Regions from separate parts of the Zea mays genome. Here region 2 is linked to region 1. The links are chromatin contacts, called in public Hi-C maps. All regions are on one chromosome and are shown on one strand. Each heading gives the region's core, a stretch centred on a gene start, on an enhancer-like site or on the middle of the called end of the contact. The rest is flanking DNA. Distances are from core to core; before and after follow the strand shown. Region 1 holds the start of LOC100274843. Region 2 holds the start of LOC100280431.

The links. Hi-C and Micro-C count contacts between places; a contact is called where the count stands out from the background.
Region 2: a Hi-C map of ear shows a contact between it and region 1, with 2.5 times the contacts expected there. The contact joins the promoter of LOC100280431 here to the promoter of LOC100274843 in region 1. A contact is called at or near these places in 7 of 25 Hi-C or Micro-C datasets (bundle sheath, ear, endosperm and 3 more).

What each region holds. Positions count from the first base shown.
Region 1 is chr6:153,134,665-153,137,448 of Zm-B73-REFERENCE-NAM-5.0, forward strand. It overlaps LOC100274843, which reads left to right and starts at 1,455. Exons shown (of 3, transcript XM_008649395.4): 1 at 1,455-1,746; 2 at 2,217-2,552; 3 at 2,701-2,784. The coding sequence starts at 1,471.
Region 2 is chr6:153,336,923-153,339,706 of Zm-B73-REFERENCE-NAM-5.0, forward strand. It overlaps LOC100280431, which reads left to right and starts at 1,400. Exons shown (of 1, transcript NM_001153353.2): 1 at 1,400-2,784. The coding sequence starts at 1,573.

The DNA.
Region 1 (2,784 bases), core at 205-2,704:
TAGCTGGCTCGTGCAGCAGATATATAGCTCACTCTCGTCACACACGGGGCATATGGCTCGGAGCGGCCGCGCGCAGCCTACGTGACGGACACCCATTCGCCGGGCTGGCTGGCTTTATTTGCTCCAGAGAGAGGCCAGAGGGCACGGGCCGCGCTGCTGCAGTGCTGTTGGCCACACTGGACGCGAACCGTGATCGAGGCCGGGCTGCGGGTTCGAGACATCGTGCATACGCCGCGCGAGCGAGCGTGTGGTCGCATGCAGGCAGGCAGATGCGACCCTCACCCTGATGATGGAGCCAGAGCCAGCCACCTGACCTAGCAACGGGCGGCTCGCGGCCGGCGTGCATGGGCTCTGGCGGCCGTGGGGCGGTGCTCTGGCCTGGCTGATCACGGGAGGCCTGTAGTATGCGAGCACGGGAGGGATGGCGCCAAAGCTGCGCGCTCACGAGGGCGGCCTCTCCCGCGAGCCTTATTCCGGGCGCGCGCGTACGCTAGCTTGTATGTATACATACATACATGTGCATGCTGCTGATATATGCTCTCCCCTCGTGTACGCATGCATGCATGCGTGTGTGTGTGTGTCCAGCTGGGAAAACGTATATGGAGGCTTCTTCGTGGTGGCAGCAGAGCTCGGTCGCTAGCGGACGGACGTGCGTGATGCTGCAAGCTTTGTTTCCTTCCTGTACTTCATTAGCAATCAACGCTCTATGTATGTATATATGCGCATGCATGATGAGACTGACAGAATATGTATATACTTGATTCTAACACCAACGCTAATGAAAGAGCTAGCGATCGAGATAATCTGCAGGGGAGCTGGAAAGCTGGGAGCTCTGCACAGTATGTAGTACGTAGTGATCAATGCACAGGCCGGGTGGTGTATGTACATATGCATGATGATGATGTGGTGGCCGTGCCCGTGTGTGCCTCGCCCCAACCCCTCTTGTCATATGCTTTGGTCATATGGCATGTACACTGCATTATTATTGGCATATAGTATAGTAATAATGGTGGCAGAGAATGTAGGAGCCATTTGTTTATGGACACGATCAGGGGCGGGAATTCGATGTTTTGTAACCATCCTGTGCAGTGTGTGGTTCGGTCAGAGGTCATGTGACGAAAAAGTACATTCCTTTGTACTTTTTCGTGTGCTTGTGTGTGTGTGAATGAGCCCCAAGCATTCTGGTTATTACGAGAGTAAAGAGCGCGAGTGCCTTGCAGACCGAGACTTGCATTGGCCTGGCCTCATGTGGAGCTAGCTAGGAATATAATGTGCATCGATCGGCCACCACGCGCTTATATATCTTTCCTCGTCTAATTAACCAGGCTCTCGTTTATTTTATTTTTTTCCTTGATTAATCCTGAACCGTACGTGTTGCTAATGGTAAAAATATTAGTTTTTGTTACAAAACTGTGCCTACATTAAGTGCAGCCATTTTCGTTAGACTTTGCGACTGTAAACGCGACTCCCATGCATAACCGCGTCTCTCCGTACGTCCTCCCAGTCCCAGGGTTCTTGTGCGGACAAATGCCTCTATATATATATAGCTGTGCTCGCCGCAAGAGGAGACTCAGAAAGCAGAGAGAGCGGGCAACATCGCAGATAGAGAGAGAGAGAGAGAGAGAGAGAGAGAGAGAGAGAGGCAAACTGGAGAGGCCGAGGGTGATGGTTTCCAAGGAGCAGAATAAGCGAGGAGCTTTGCATGAGAAGCTCAAGATTCTCCGCAGCGTTACTCACTCTCATGCGGTAACTGTCGTCATCTCCTTTTCTCTTTCACATGTTGTTCATTCTTCTTCTTGATGATTACTCATCCATCGACCTCTTGTTATGTACGTGAACACGAATTCTCGTTTTCTCTCTCTCTCTCTCTCTCTCTCTGAAAGAACACTCATCGTGCTCTAGCTAGTTATGTAGGTGAAAGAATCTCAAGCTAATAATAGCTAGTGTGTCATGCACGGTTAACTGTTTTTCCTTCAGTTGTTGTTTTCTTTCACGTATGAGGCAATGATCGTCGTTTACATTCATCATTTCATCAGTTTGTTTATCCACACAGCCATTCATGCCTTGCGTATGTTTTCTCTGAAAGAACAGATGCTTTCGTACCAATATTATTCACATATCAGTCATGCTGTGTGTGTATATCTACGTACCATTCACCTTTCAGACCATTCCGATGCTGTCAAGTTATATGCAACACGTACGTGTGTGTCACGCAGGGGGATAAAGTGTCGATAATAGCGGACGCGTCATCGTACATCAAGGAACTAAAGCAGAAGATCGCGAAGCTAAGCCAAGAGATGGCATCGTCGTCTCCGCAGCACGCCACTACTGGTGTCTGCCAACAACAACCGTCGTCGTCGTCGGTGAGTGTGGGAGTCCTGCTGGACAAGAAGGGCCGTTTCCTCGTCAGTGTGTTCATGGACGAGAGCTGCGGCCCGCCGCCGGCCGGGCTACTCGCTTCCGTCCTCGAGGCCTTCGACGACATCGGACTCACGGTGCTCGAGGCTAGGGCTACCTGCGCTGGTTCCTTTCGGCTAGAAGCTGTAGGAGAGGTGCGATGCGACTGCGAACGAGTACACATTATTACACCGCGCGTACCGCCGCAAACGCGGTAGTACGCATGCATGATTTAATCACTTCTTTGTCTTGCTTCTTTAATCTCTCTTGGTTTATTTGCTGCTTTGTTTGTTGTCATTCCAGGAAGTAGTAGTAGATGGGGGCCTCATCATCGACGCGCACGCGGTGGAGCAAGCAGTAGTTCAGGCAATCAAGAATTGCCCTGCA
Region 2 (2,784 bases), core at 150-2,649, 200 kb after region 1:
CTCATACCAACAAGGTATGTCTTCTTTTTGGAAGCCCATCTCAAAAGAACCTCTAGGTTAAACATGCTTGGCGTAGAACAATCTTAGGATGGGTGAGCGACCATAAAGTCTTCTCGGGTGCGCATGAGTGAGGACAAAGTGCACACAAAAGACTTGTGTTGATTTGTGTTAATGGTCTATGATCCTAGAGGGCTGTGAGGAGTAAGTACCATCAGTCCGGAAGTGGACGGAGTTTTTCAAATGGTATCATAGTCGTCCCTCGCGGTTTCACGAGCATGTGTGAGCTAGGAGTTCAGGCATATGGTGCATCATGCATGTGGGACAGAGTGGTCACATCGCATGGTATATGACGACACTTGACACACATACATGGCCAAGAGGGGGAGGTTTCTGGGTTGGGGTTGACCGACGAGGACGTTGGTCTTCTAAGGGGGATTGTCATATCCTGGCCCATGTGGATTATGTGATATCTTGGTCTAAGACTCAATAGAATTAGTAGAGTACTCATACAAATAAGGTGCATCTTTTTTTCGAAAGTCTGTCTCGAAAGAACCTCTAGGTTAAGCGTGCTTAGCCTAGATCAATCTTGAAATAGGTGACACGCCACCTCCTTATCGAGCCACCAGGGGATCCGGTCGCCAAGGGATGCCTCTCTCGCTAGATCGACCCACCACGTCCTTGTTGAGCCGCCAGGGCATGACTAGCTACGCCTGTAGCCACCAGAGGCCTGACTCAGCGCTCACCACCGGTTACTACACGCTTGCCCGTGCCGCGGTCAAACCTGCATTGTCGCGCTGCCGCCACAGCTCGCAACCGAGCCTTGATGTCGCGCCGAACGACAAGCCTCACACTCACGTTGGCCCGTAGCCACCGGCCCACCGTCAGGTGTTTGGCGCTTGCACCGCCGTCGTCGAACCATACCACTCGCTTGTGCCTCGCTCAACTGCCACAGTTGAAACCCTAATCTCTAGTAGTCTCTGCTATGTTTTATAGACGACCTGGAGCCTAGGTTTGCTTGAGGTGGAGATTCCTCTAGTTATTAAAAACACGAGACTCATAATATACAATATATATAACCTTCTTGTAGAAAACACTATATTGTCTCCACTCAAATCATTAAGCCAAAGCTCACATCCATAAAAAAGTCTCGTGTTGGTTTAAATCACGCAATCAATCACCTCAACAAGTCCAAAAAGATCTCCCAAATTCTCCCAACAAACCCCAATAAAGCCAAAACCAAAAAGTTCCTTCATGTCCAATCGCAGAGGCTTTCACCCAATTCATATTCATAGTAGTAGCGAAAAGGATAACCAAGCACGATGCTTGGTCTTTGGCTGCCCACATCATTCAGACACCGAAACAAAAAACAAAACAGATAAGAAGATCCCAAACATTATATAAATAATAATATAAAGTTTTTTATTCGGAAATTTCTTTGATATTTTCCTCTCACCTGACTGTACTACTACCTCAGCCTTTGACTCCCCACGCCCACGGTGCACCCACATCACCTCGTTAAAAAGATCCCAAACGCACGCGCTCCACGCACACACACACCCTATACGCGCCGTCATGGCCCTCTCTATCATCCCGAGTACAAGCAGCGGGGAGCACGCTGCGGCGTCAGCATCGGCCACGGCCACGACCACGACGAAGCTGGGTCAGCTGAACGCGGCGGTGGAGCGGTCATGGGTGGGGCGACGGTTCCGCCTCGCAGCGCGCGGGACTACGTTCACCACGGAGCTGCGTGCCGGCACGGCCACGTTCCTCACCATGGCTTACATCCTCGCCGTCAACGCATCCATCCTCTCCGACTCCGGCGCCACGTGCACGGTGGACGACTGCGACGTGCCGTCCCCAGGGTGCAAGTTCCCGCCCGTGGACCCCGGGTACGCCGCTTGCGTGGCGCGCGTCCGCCGGGACCTGATCGTGGCCACCGCGGCGTCGTCCGTGATCGGGTCCTTCATCATGGGCGCCTTCGCCAACCTCCCCATCGCGCTAGCACCCGGGATGGGCACCAACGCCTACTTCGCCTACACGGTTGTCGGCTTCCACGGCTCCGGCACGCTCCCCTACCGCACGGCGCTCGCGGCGGTCTTCCTCGAGGGCCTCATCTTCCTCTTTATCTCCATCGTGGGCTTGCGGTCCAAGCTCGCGCAGTTCATCCCCACACCTGTGCGGATCTCGGCGTCCGCGGGGATCGGGCTATTCCTGGCGTTCATCGGGCTGCAGAGCAACGAGGGCGTGGGGCTCGTGGGGTTCAGCTCGTCGACGCTGGTCACTCTGGGTGCGTGCCCAGCGTCGCAGCGCGCGTCTGTGGCGCCAGTGCTGACGTTCCCCAACGGCACGGTGGCGCTGATGCCGGGTGGCACCGTTTCCGGCGGCATACTCTGCCTCTCGGGGCGAATGACCTCCCCGACGTTCTGGCTGGCCGTCGTGGGGTTCCTCATCATCGCCTTCTGCCTCATCAAGCGCGTTAAGGGCGCTCTGATCTACGGCATCCTGTTCGTGACCTTCGTGTCCTGGCCGCGCCACACCGCCGTCACCGCGTTCCCGGACACGCCCGCCGGCGACGACAGCTTCCACTACTTCAAGAAGGTGTTCGACGTGCACCGGATTCGGTCCACGGCCGGCGCGCTCGACTTCAGCGGCATCGGCCAGGGCTACTTCTGGGAGGCGCTCTTCACCTTCCTCTACGTCGACATCCTCGACACAACCGGCAGCCTATACACCATGGCGCGGTTCGCCGGATTCGTGGACGATGCGACGGGAGAGTTCGAGGGC